Regions from separate parts of the Capsicum annuum genome. Here region 2 is linked to region 1. The links are chromatin contacts, called in public Hi-C maps. All regions are on one chromosome and are shown on one strand. The core of a region is the stretch at or near the end of the contact, and the rest is flanking DNA. Distances in the headings are between cores, read along the strand shown.

Region 1 (6,919 bases), core at 2,415-4,914:
TTTGCAAGCATATGAGAAGCTTGAACTCATTCACAAAGTCCCTTCCATTCTGAGAGGTTCTTTATACGATCATGTTTTGAGAAACCAGATATCTTGTTCAAGTCTGGTAATGGCTTATGTGAAAAACAGCATGATAGATGATGCGTTAAAAGTCTTACGGGAAAAGCAGTGGAAGGATGCTTTATTTGAGGACAATTTGTACCATTTGTTAATTTGCTCGTGCAAAGATTTCGGGCATCCAGAGAATGCTGTGAGAGTGTTCACTTGTATGCCAAAATCTGATAAGCCTAACTTACATATAATATGCACTATGATAGACATTTACAGTACGAACAATGATTTTGCTGAAGCTGAAAAGCTTTATCTAATGTTGAAGAATTCAGATGTCAAACTGGACACGATAACTTTCAGCGTTGTGGTAAGGATGTATGTGAAATCTGGAGCTTTAGAAGGAGCCTGCTCTGTGTTGGATGCAATGGAAAAACAAAAGGACATTGTTCCAGACACATATTTGCTCCGTGATATGCTCCGGATCTACCAGCGATGTGACAAGAAGGACAAATTGGCAGATCTTTATTACAAAATCGTGAAAAGAGGAGTCATCTGGGATCAGGAAATGTACAGTTGTGTCATAAACTGCTGTGCCCGTGCACTGCCAGTTGATGAGCTTTCAAGGCTTTTTGATGAGATGCTTAAACATGGATTCTTACCTAATACAGTCACCTTCAATGTTATGCTTGACGTATATGGAAAATCCAGGCTCTTCAAGAGGGCAAGAGAAGTTTTTTCGATGGCTAAAAAGTGTGGTCTGGCTGATGTTATCTCTTACAACACTCTCATAGCTGCATATGGGAGAAGCAAAGACTTCAAGAATATGTCATCAACCGTCAAGAAAATGCACTTCAATGGCTTTTCGGTTTCTCTTGAAGCCTACAATTGTATGTTGGATGCCTATGGGAAAGAAGGACAAATGGAGAAATTCCGTAATGTCTTGCAAAGACTGAAGGAATCTGGTCACTCTTCTGATCATTTCACCTACAACATTATGATAAACATTTATGGCGAGCTAGGTTGGATTGAAGAAGTTTCAGTTGTACTGGCCGAACTAAAAGAATCGGGAATTAGACCTGATTTGTGCAGCTATAACACATTAATTAAGGCATATGGAATTGCTGGAATGGTTGAAAGTGCAGTAGATTTGGTTAAGGAAATGCGCAAAAATGGAGTCAAACCTGATCGAATAACCTACACTAACCTAATCAACGCATTACGGAAGAATGATAAGTTTCTTGAGGCTGTTAAGTGGTCTTTATGGATGAAGCAGATTGGGTTATAGGTCCATTTTTCGCAAATATTTCTGTTAATCGTCGTGGCCCATTCATCTCTTCTTTAAAGGTAATACATGTATATACATATTGATCATCTTTGCATTGTTTCGTATAGTTTCGTGCTGATAGCTAGTGTCCAGCTTGCTGTACTTTGTTGCACTGTTTGGTATTCGAACCTTGATTACGCTGCAGAACTTTTACCTGTGTCATGCATATGTTAGTATCTAAACTGACTAATAAAGGCTGCACTGTGAGGGGTTGTAATGTAGGTAGCCTACCTTAATGCAAGCATCGATGGCTGATTCCACGGCTTGAACTCGTGACCTATAGGTCACATGGAGACAACTTCACATTACTCCAAGCCTCCCCTTGACTGTCTCATAAAAAATATAGAGATAATGGTGAAAAACACACCTGATGTACCACGTTTTTGTGAGTTTCCTACCTAAAGTCTATGTTGCTCGGACTCGTCAAAAATGTCAATGGGTGTGTATCAAATTCACCAAAAATAGTTTATTTTTGAAAAATCTGACACGGGTGCGACATCGAAAGTGAAGAGTCCGTGCAACTTAGCCTAAAGTATCATGTCTTTACTTTTCCTACCTGAACTATCACTAACTATTTATTGAAATAGACCTCAACCGTTAGTTGTTCCCTTTTCCTACTTGAACGATAGTGATATCTCAGGTAGGAAAAGGGGACAAAGCTTAGTTAAGGTATGTTTCGATAAACAGTTGGTGATAGTTCAGGTAGGAAACTCGCAAAAACATGATACTCAGTGCGTTTAAAGTGTACTTTCTGCCGACTCTCTAGAACTCGTGTAACTGCATGTCTTCCTACGTTAATTGCGTGCTTTCTAACATTATGACTCATTTTCGCGTTTTCAGGTCAAGGCTTGTATCCTTCTTGTATAATCGACACTATAGTTTTCAAGCAAAGGTCTTACCGAGAAGGGCTTGATCATCGGTGATGCTGATCATACATATGCAGCCGTCTACTCACAAGTTTCTGCAGCGTAATTTAAAGACAACTGCGTATCGATTGTAGCATAATGCCCCGTTAGTGTATAGTCATAACGTTCACACCCCGCCCTGCCCCATTGCCATCCCTACAGGAAGTCATCTATGTTGTAACACATTCTCTAGTCTTTTAGAATGTTTTAGCTTCTGTATGACTGAGCCTTTTATAGTATATAGTTTTAATAAAATTTCTGTCATTCTGTTATCTCCTTAATTCATTTCTTTTCAGTATATACAAATGAGAAAGTTTACATTTTTTTTGGGGGGTCTCACCTGGTGTCCGGTACCTATATTGTAGGCCCATTCTAGGGGTGCCGCTGCGAATAGAATTTTCTTCATACCCAAGGCTCGAACCCGAGAAAAAGAACCAAGAAGTTTTATTAAATTGGAAAATTTGTTGCTTTAATTGATCAATTTAATCTCATGTAACAATGTTTTATTCTTTTTTGATATGTAACAACTATTGAAAATAGTATGTAAGTACCATCCATTCTATTTTTGAATTATTTGTACCTTTACCGTCTAACTTTGAGTATATATATAACCTTGAACTATTGAAAATGATACGTATATGTCCTTCAGTTAAATAACGCGCGCCATGTGTCCTTATCCAAAAGGAATTAACCTATTTTTCCCTTAGCAATTTATTCCCTGACTAGTCGGAGAAATATTTTACTGCCGCAGTTGGAAGCAAGTTTGTCCACGACTATTTCTTGGCGAATAAGAAACAAAAGATAGTAACAAAATAACAGATAGTAGCAAAAACAATGATTATTACCAAATAATACCGCCAACAATCTCTGCGAAACCACAAACAACACACTAATGAGAAAGAATTATTTCAAGATAATTAATTTCGGGATTAGAGATCTCACCATATATATGAGATAACTTATCCATTACTATGATGTAAATGATGAGATAAATAATCTCGATACTAACTAATACCTCACACTGAATATGGAATAAAATATGAGATAACTTATCCATTACTATGATGTAAATGATGAGATAAATAATCTCGATACTAACTAATATCTCACACCAAATATGAAATAAAACAGTCCTTCATTTTATCTCGAGAATATTTATCCCTAATACCTCACCCAAACGAAAGCTCCAAAAACAAGATACTACCCGTGAAGCGTTACAATTACTAGCCCCAATCCTAACCCTAATACGCATCGTCAGCACCTTCCTATAATTAAATATCACATAAATTAAAATTAAAATCTACCAATAATTGTAAAAAACAAAAACTAATATTAATCCTTTTTTTTTCAATATTAAACTTACACGTGAAAATTGGTCTAGAAATTGCTTGATTTTTGTCCCTTTATAATTTCCTTTTATCCTATGGTTCTCCTCATTCATCAATTTTAGTCACCTTCTTGACCCCCCCCCCCCCCCCCCCCCAAAAAAAAAAACCCCACCCCACCCCAAGATTTGATCACCTATTTTTGCTCTAATCGCATTTGGTCACTTCCAAGTAATAATAATAAAGGTATCTTTTTATCTTCTTTTTTTTTTGGTTAATTTCAGTGTAATGTAAATCTCTTGTTAATTGACAAAAAAGAATTATGGGTTTTACTTTTTTTAATTAATAATTGTGGGTTTGGATCTTGGTTTTAGTTAGTGGGATAATAAGGTTTGAATTTGATAATTTGTGCTTTTCTGAGTTTGTTAATGTACGTATGATTTCTGAGTTTTATGTTTGATTTGGCTTTCAATAATGATGCATGCTTACCCCATTTGACTTTGATTGTGTGTGTTGTTGTTATTGTTGGGTTTTGCTGATTTCTTTGTTTCATGATTGTTTATGGGAGTAAAGTTTGAATCTTGAAGTGATTTTGATAGTGTTGTGATTGAAGTGATTTTGATAATTTGTGCTTTTCTGAGTTTGTTAATGTATGTATGATTTCTGAGTTTTGTGTTTGATTTGGCTATCAATAATGATGCATGCTCACCCCATTTGACTTTGATTGTGTTGTTGTTATTGTTGGGTATTGCTTATTTCTTTGTTTCATGATTGTTTATGGGAGTGAAGTTTGAATCTTGAAGTGATTTTGATAATTTATTCTTTTCTGAGTTTGTTAATGTTATGTATGATTATTCCATTTGACAGAATTTCTGAGTTTTGTGTTTGATTTGGCTATCAATAATCATGTATGATTACCCCATTTGACCTTGATTGTGTGTGTTGTTGTTGTTGTGTATTGCTTATTTCTGTGTTTCATGATTGTTTATGGGAGTAAAGTTTGAACCTTAAAGTGATTTTGATAGTATGTGCTTTTATGTGTTTGTTAATTAAAATGTATGTAAGATTATCCAATTTGATAGAATTTCTGAGTTTTATGTTTTATTGGCTATGAATAATTATGTATGCTTACCCCATTTGACTTGGATTGTGTGTTTTTGTTGTTGTTGTTGGGTATTGCTTATTTCTTTGTTTCACGATTGTTTATGGGAGTAAAGTTTGAATCTTGAAGTGTTTTGATTGAAGTAATTCAATCAGTTGATAATTTGATAATTTGTGTGGTTTTGTGGTGTGGTGGTGGTAGTGGGGATGTTGAGTCTTGAAGTGTTCTGATAATGGTGTGATTGAAGTGACTCAATCAGTGATAATTTGTGCCTTTTTGAGTTTGTTAATGTTAATGTATGTATGATTATCCCTTTTGACAGAATTTGTGAGTTTTATGTTTGATTAGCTATGAATAATGACGTATGCTTACCCCATTTGACTTGGATTGTGTGTGTTGTTGTTGTTGAGTATTGCTTATTTCTTTGTTTCATGATTGTTTATGGGAGTGAAATTTGAATCTTGAAGTGTTTTGATTGAAGTGATAATTTGTGTGGTCTTGTGGTGTGCTGGTGTTGAGTCTTGAAGTGATCTGATAATGGTGTGATCGAAGTGACTCAATCAGTGATAATTTGTGCTTCTTTGGGTTTGTTAATGTATGTATGCTTACCCCATTTGCAGAATGTATGTATGCTTACCTCAATTGGCAGAAATTTTCTGGGTTTTTCTTTCATTGACTGTAGTGGTCTTGGATTTTATCGGTTAATGGTGTGAAGCGATAATTTGTGCTTTTTTGGGTCTGTTGGTGTATGTATGCGTACCCCATCTGGAAGAATTTTTTGGCTTTTATGTTTGATACTTTGATTGACTATTATAGTTTTGGATCTTACATTTTGGTTTGGCTTAGGGGAACTGGGTATTATTATTTATTGAAATAAAGTTTGAGTCTTGAAGTAGCCGGCAAAGTTGCTGCCATGTGACCAGGGGTCACGGGTTCAAGCCTTGGAACAGCCCCTTGCTTAATTGTAAGGTGAGGCTGCGTACAATAGATCCTTGTGGTCGGGCCCTTCCCGGACTCTGTGCATAGCGGGAGCTTAGTGCACCGGGCAACCCTTTTTTTTTCCTTGAAGTAGTGAGCTTAATTAGCATGAGAGTTGGTGGAGAAAGTCGTCAGTGACATTCTTATATTGTTATGCTTTTCTGGGTTTGCTTGGATCAGTGATGTTGACTTTTACTTGTTCAGTAAGTTTTACTATGAATGTTGAAGCTGTTGCAATGAGATTATGGGGTCAACCTTCTCTTTGGATGTGTCGTCTTGTGGATTCTGTCAAACCTTTTACGTCAAATCTTTAGTTGCTCCTCAAGTTTCTACGACGATCTCCATGATTGAATGGCAAATTTACTCCCTGAACCTCTTTTTACCTAATGCATTGTCATTGAGCAACGGCACATCTTTTTAAAGTTTTTTACGGGTGTGTGTTTAAGGTATTTTGTTGCTAAAAACACTGATTTGTGCATTTTATGAGAAGATACATGCAGAAATTACAGAACCTCTTTAGCTATGCAGGGAGCTCAAAAAGTTTTATCTTATACGTTACTTAAAATATCAGATATACTACAAAAGTACATAATATGAGACATAAGCCTTTCAATTGCTGAATTGTCCTCTCGGTGTTAATAATTTTAAGTTCTTAACTAGTTGATATATCCTATGTGGATCTTTTACTTCCATCGTATTCTCTCTGTTTGTTTTACCAATTTTGTATGTGAGATAACCATACTAATATTAAATTATCTTACCACGTTAGGGAGAGATCTTCTGCTCGATTGTTCACCAAGTGTTAACTTAAATTTTGCCTAAAAACTGTAATGAAGCTGGTGCAAGTCAGTTTCAAGTCTAAGGAGGTAGATTTGGTCATTATGTCGGTAATATGGACTCAATATAAAGTGATGGGTCTAACTCTCGAAATAAAATCGTTGATTAGTTCATCAATAAGTTAAGGATTAGCAATGGTTTAGAGATTTAACGGATTTGGTCTTATCCATACTAGAGGAAAGTAATAAAGGACTATGCTTTATCACATAGGAGCCATGGAAGATAAAAATCTCGTAGCGGTTTTGAATGAGAAAGAAGTGAAGAATCTTCTTTTCGACAATGCAGTTGCTGCTTTTTTTTTTGTTACTCTGAAAGTAGTTTGTGCTTTAGCCGCTTGAATTTATGATCTAGACCTAGGTGGAGATCAGTTATACCATAGTAGTAAATTTCAGTTTAG
Region 2 (6,919 bases), core at 2,495-4,994, 240 kb after region 1:
CTTTGAAAATAACTGATTCAAATGTTAGAAAAGGAGGAGTATAATGTGACACAAATTTTAATTAATCGGTAAATAAAAAAATTGTGATGGAATTGAAACTTTATTGCTCTCGTTGACCTTAAAATTGACGGAAAAATGGGTTAATTCACTTTTTAAATGAGTCTTATGCGACACAAATTTGAATTAATCAGATCATTAAGTGAAGACATCAGATGAATATATAGTCAAACACTCGGACCGTTTTATAATAACTATATATCCTCCACTATATTTCACTATAACAATCAAGTCTTTTTTAGAATTATCAACGTACAGGTTATGTTATGATATAATATATTCTTTAAGAAAAATATATCTCTGTAATACTTGAGTAACTTATTTTTCATTTTCAAAAGTAGATTTTAATTCCAAATCTAATTTTAATTAGATCCATAGCGCAAACGCCAAGTAAGTGAAAGCTACATTACGTTTAAAAAAATGAAGAAAATACAAAATGTCAAATAAAAAGAAATAAAACTTTATGACACAATCACATTGTATTTTTTTATTTTTTTTTTAATTTCTCTTGTATGATACATGACTTGATATACCCGATCATTTAACTAACAAAATACATATTTTTGTTTAATCTTGAAAACATAAATGAGAAACAAATAAATGTCCACGAAGAGCATCAAAGGACCAAGTAAACAACCAAAATGTGAAATTAATTTCATTTAATTACATTGTTGATTTGCTCTATGCATTAATTGTTTTCTTAATTATATTTAAGTAAATGTTAATTTCACAACTCCACTTTTTTTTTTCTAAAGTTATTCCGTTGTCTCATATTATTTGACATATTTCTAGAAAGTATTGTCTTAAAATAATTGAACACCTTTTTTCAGCTTTACTCTTAGTAATTTAATGAAAGAGTAATTAACTCCAATAAGTAATGACGATATTTAATGTAAGTTTAATAGTAGGATCATATTAATCAACTGGCACCCCTTAATAATTTCTCCTTAAGTATTGTGCAAAAGAGAAACATGTTAAGTAATATGGGACGGAGAGAGTATAGAAAAGTCATCAATCACTCCTAAAGAGAAATTTAAATGGGTTTGGTGGCATATATGGCCAAAACCAACCGGCGGGCCCTTGTGGACTATGGAGCAGATGTGGGTGGTCCGGCAGGGCCGCCTGGGCCATTTTGATGGTTAAACGAGCAAAACGGCGCAAACGGATCCTTTTTGACCATTTTCAGTGGGTGTTGACCATGACTCGGTGGGTGGGCCCAGGGCTCAGTGGAGTATCTGGGTGAAAAATCCATCGATTGCCCCCCGCGCGGGCTGTGGAGCGGATGTAGGTGGTTCGGCGGGGCCGCCTGGATTATTTTGGTGGTCAAACGGGCAAAACAGGTCCTTTTTTGCCGTTTTCAGTGGGTGTTAGCCCACATTTCGTGTTTGGTTAATTAACATTTTCGTAAAAATATTGTTCGAAAATAAGTTTCTGAAAAATGAAAAAAACGATTTCATGAAAGTAGGGATAGATTCTTATGACAGAGATGATAAAATTATCTGGTTATTTATTAACTCAATCTAGTTTTACTCATTTAATTTCGATCAAATCGATATCCGTCCATTTAACACTCGTTAATATGATGATTCAACATACGTACAAAAGTTACCCGAGTTTCGAAAAACTCACACCCGATATTCTAGATCCGCCCCGATATATATTTTATTAATTATCTTACAATCAGCATGATGGAACATTGAATAAGTAGTATGGTTGGCCATGAATAAGACATACATTATAAATTTATTTATTAAAATAATTATTAATAGCCGTTACAATCGACCCATATTTTAACCACTTTTTAAAAACATTTAAAGTCCAACTTAAACATTGACATGCCCCCATGTGTAATTATGTGGTTTTTTCTTTATTTAAAGAAAAAGTGACAAGTGTAATTATATTGTTTGTTTGATAAAAATAAATTAATAAAATATAAAACTTGATATTTGTTTGTGTCCGTTTGAAAGAAAAAAAAGAAGATAATGAAGATATAAAATTATTTTGAATAGACACTCGTCTAGAGACAGACTCAGGATTTAAGGATCGCGGAGGTACTATTATTTTAACGCAAACGCTAATGAAACTTTTAGTGATAATTAAAGGATAATGTCGCATTCGATTGATCACTAGTGACGTGATCAACGACGAAGATGCGAATATGTAGATTGAATATGAGTTCTAAGCTGATAGTAAGACTTTTAACTCTATCGAACTGTCGAGAGCGATAGCTCAATAGTCATGCACGTCTGATTTTCAGATAACGAAAAGGTGACACTGGATTCGATCTGGCGTCATTAGCTGAGGGAAGTACTCACACATACATATACAAAGTTTTTTTTTCAAAGTTAACAGATGCACATACACCTCCACGACTCGACCTTTATAAGTGGATTTACTTTTGTCTTCGACTCGAGTAAAACATATACAAAAATAAATATAATAGCAAAAAATTTGAGTTCTTTTTTTTTGGTTTCCCACTCGGTGTTCGGTATCCGCATTGGAACACCGACTAATTCGGATTGCACACTGCATGGCCTATTCCGGAGATGGCGCTCCCAATAAGATTTTCTTTATACCCAGAGCTCGAACTCGGGACGTCCGATAAAAAAGTCAAGTTGAAAGCAATAAAGAATAGAAAAGTAATGATGATTAAGCTCAAATAAAGCTTAAAACAACATTTAAATAACTAACAACACATAATCAATCTCCAAATGTAATAAAAAATTCAAATTTCATATAATATAATAAGTGATTTTGTGAAATCATAATAGACAGCACAGAAATAAAGCAGTGGACATTGATATAAAAATCATACTTTTAACAATTTTATTTTGCCACGAAACTCCAACAAATATTATCAAGTCAAATCATATTGTCATGACTCATGACATTATTCTTAAACTACATGATTAATACTAGAAACAATAATTATATACAAATATTTACTCCCGTCCTAGTTTATGTGACACTTTCGCTTCAGGAGAGTTAAATAGTTGAAATTTGACTACAAAATCTTTAAATTTTTCGAAATAAAATTTATTTATTTGGAAACTACTGTAAAAAGTACTATAAGTAACTATAATTGATAGTTCAATGAGGATAAATTACTATCAAGGATAAATTTATTTGAATATCACAATTCAAATAATAACACATAAATTGAAAGAATTGAAAAATCTGCCACTACCATTACAGAAATCTAGTGAAATAGTTAAGATTCTTCGATCCTCAATATGAGGTCTCGTGTTAGATCCATGAACATGAGAAAAAAAAAAAGCGAGAATCCCACTTTTTAGTCTTGATAATTGCAAAATAATTATTGTCACGAAGTTTCAAACGATGAGTATTTTTTTAATTACGATATTGAAAAGTGGCTAGCTCGCTCTATTATTACTGGAGAAATTCCTTATAGAAAATACTTCCCATTTAATATGTCAAGAGTTTAAATTAATCTGATCGACTAACTTTAACTACTAGATGACAACAATAACAATAACTAATTTAGTATAATTTCACAAATAGTAATATAATAACCGCATGAGCCAACCAACACACTTTTAAAATCTTTCTTTTAAAACCTCATAGATAAAACCAATAATATTTTTTAATTATGTATTTTATTACTTTTAATTATTTATTTTATTTTTAATTAGTATTAATTAAGAGGATAAAATCAAGATATTAATTAATCATCATCTAGAAAAATGGGGTGGCATTAACAAGACAGCCAAAATCTAGGACTACCTTCCCTTTTAGTAAAAGACAAATCAACAAACCGTTATAAAAAAAAAACAATTTTTTTTTTATTATCTGAAAAATAATCTTGATCATTTTTCCACTAGTGGGGTTCTTTTTTTTTTTCTTTTTTTTACACAAGATTTTTTTATTTTTTTTTCAATTCTTGAATTGTTTTTTGGGCTTGTAGTTGTGGGGTTGTTAAAGAATGAGCATTTCTTGATTTTTTTTGAAAGAAAAAAAAAAGGTTATAGCTTTGGTTGTTCATATATTGAGGTAAATATCAAGAAAATAAATTTTGGGTTCATTTTCTTTTCTTTTTTCAAAAAAAAATTGATTCTTTGAATCAAAATTTCACATTTGTGAAGAGAAAAGGAAGAAGGAGAAAGATGGGTGATTTGGAGGTGATTGGTTCAATTCTTGTGGATTTATCAGACTTTTTTCTGTTGTAAAATAAGGTAAATTTGAAATTTCTTAGCTTTGTGTATGTAGTGATCATTTTGTTATATTGTTTTTAATGTTTGAGATTGGATGTTTCTTGATATAAAGGTTATATATTTGATATTGCTCTTTAATGTTGAGATGGCCTCTATGAGGTAGGGTAAGGTTTGCGTACAGTCTATCCTTCCCAGACTCCATTTATGGGATTACATTGTGTATGTTATTGTTGTTGTAATGTTGAGATTGCCCAACAACGACATACCTTATGTATTCCCACAACTGAGGTATGGGCAGTGGTGAAACCAGGATTTTCATTGAGGGGATTCAAAAGTATATATACGAACTAGTCGAAGGGGTTCAACATCTACTACATGTGCATAAAAATATTTTTAACTATGTAAAAATAGTATAAAAACGGTATAATTTTCTGTACAAGAAGGTTCGGATGAACCCCTGGAGCTAAGGTGGCGCCGCCACTGGGTATGGGAGAGTAGCGCATACTCAGGCCTTACCCCCATACCTTGGAAGGTAAAGATGGTAATTTCCGATGGACCACAGCTCAAGAATGTTGAGATTGCTTGTTTCTTGATATAATGATTGCATATTTCATATTGCTCTTTAAGGTTGAGATTACCTCTACAAGGTAGGGGTAAGGTTTGCGTATAGTCTATACTCCTCAAACTCCATTTATGGGATTGCATTGGGTATGTTATTGTTGTTGCTGTTGTTGTTCGTAATGTTGAGATTGCCTAACAACAACATACATTGTGTATTCCCACAAGTGAGGTATGGGAGAGTAGCGTACTCAGGCCTTACCCCCATACCTTGGAAGGTAGAGATGGTAATTTCCGATGGACCACGGCTCAAGAATGTTGAGATTGCTTGTTTCTTGATAGAATGATTGGATATTTCATATTGCTCTTTAAGGTTGAGATTGCCTCTACGAGGTAGGGGTAAGGTATGCGTACAGTCTATCCTCCCCAGACTCCGTTTATGGGATTACATTAGGTATGTTATTGTTGTTGTTGTAATGTTGAGATTGCCTAACAACAACATACCTTGTGTTCCCACAAGTGAGGTATGGGAGAGTAGACTGTACGCAGGCCTTATCTCGCTACCTTGGAAGGTAGAGATAGTAATTTCCAATGGACCATGGCTCAAGAATGTTGAGATTGCCTATATATGAGTTAGACATAATGTCTACGTACCTTCTATCCTTCCCAAAGCCCACTTGTGGGATTACACTGGGTATGTTATTGGTGTTGTTGTTGTTGTCGTCGTTGTAATGTTGAAATTGCCTAACAACAACATACCTTGTGTATTCCTACAAGTGAGGTATGGGAGAGTAGAGTGTACACAGGACTTACCCTCCTATCTTGGAAGGTAGAGATGGTAATTTCCTATGGACCACAGCTCAAGAATGTTGAGATTGCCTGTTTCTTGATATAATGATTACATATTTCATATTTCTCTTTTAATGTTGAGATTGCCTGGGCGAGTTAGGGGTAAGGTCTTGGTACATTCTATCCTCTCCAGAACTCACTAGTGGGATTACACCGCGTATGTTGTTGTTGTAATGTTGAGATTGCCTAACAAAACATGCCCTATGTATTCGTACAAGTGGTGTATGGGGAAAGGTAGAGTGTACGCATACCTTACTCAGGTGATTTTCGATAGAGCGTCTGTTCAAGAATGCTGAGATTGCCTGTTTCTCAAATTAAATTTTTTTCTTTTTTCACTTTTTAGAAATGAATTTTGGATCTGATTCCTATTTCCAGTACTTACAATTTCATTTTTGTTGTCTAATGTTGCCATGAGATGACATTATATGGGGAGTATGGTCCGTGATCATTCTTATAGCTGACCTTAACTTGTTTTAGAACATTATATGGGAGTATGGTCCGTGATCATTCTTATAGCTGACCTTAACTTGTTTTAGACTAAGCCACTGGGGCATAGTTGTTGTATTTGATGACAGATAGTTGTTGTTGGTTAGTGAGGATTCATATAGCCGACCCTAACTTGTTTTAGACTGATGCATAGTTGTCGTTGTTGTTGTAATTGATGAGAAATGCAAAGGTCTTAAGACTTCGTTTTTGGATGAACACTAAATTGGTCAAAGTACCAAATGGGATTATGATTGTGATCTAAGTTGCTCGGACTCTCCAGAAATGTTGCTGCAACCGTGTCGAATCCTCCAAAATGTACTACTTTTGAAGGATCCAACCCGCACCCCATGACATTTTTGAAGAGTTCGAGCAACTTAGATTGTGATCATCGATGAAGTTTGAATTGTTAGTTATCATTCTTTCTTATTTTGTAATCTGCTAACTGATTCTTTTGTTATTATCACAGAAATCGTGTAGTTACTCTTCCGGTCAGATGGCTGAAAGTTATACGCCTCTACTTGATGTTGCTTCGTTGAAAGAAACGCTATGCGCTCAACAACAGCTTCTACAGAAGCTTTACAATGAGTTGGATGAGGAAAGAGAAGCCTCTTCCAGTGCAGCTAGTGAAGCGTTATCGATGATCTTGCGTCTGCAAGGAGAAAAAGCTGCAGTAAAAATGGAAGCTGAACAGTACAAGCGATTGGCTGAGGAGAAAATGTGTCATGCCGAGGAGTCGTTAGCCATTTTCGAGGATCTTTTCTACGGAAAAGAGATGGAGATAGCTGCGTTGGAGTATC

The links. A called contact is a pair of places that touch in the nucleus more often than the background predicts.
Region 2: a contact with region 1 is called in a Hi-C map of leaf, with 2.3 times the contacts expected there. The contact joins the promoter of LOC107877547 here to the promoter of LOC107876310 in region 1. A contact is called at or near these places in 4 of 5 Hi-C or Micro-C datasets (bud, leaf and placenta).

The regions. Positions count from the first base shown.
Region 1 is chr7:2,616,065-2,622,983 of UCD10Xv1.1, forward strand. It overlaps LOC107876310 (V-type proton ATPase subunit H), which reads left to right and starts at 3,665. Exons shown (of 12, transcript XM_047415092.1): 1 at 3,665-3,851. LOC107877543 (pentatricopeptide repeat-containing protein At4g30825, chloroplastic) reads left to right here. Exons shown (of 2, transcript XM_016724208.2): 1 at 1-1,395; 2 at 2,216-2,557. The coding sequence ends at 1,336.
Region 2 is chr7:2,851,256-2,858,174 of UCD10Xv1.1, forward strand. LOC107877547 reads left to right here and starts at 3,745. Exons shown (of 3, transcript XM_016724215.2): 1 at 3,745-4,250; 2 at 6,589-6,919. The coding sequence starts at 6,616.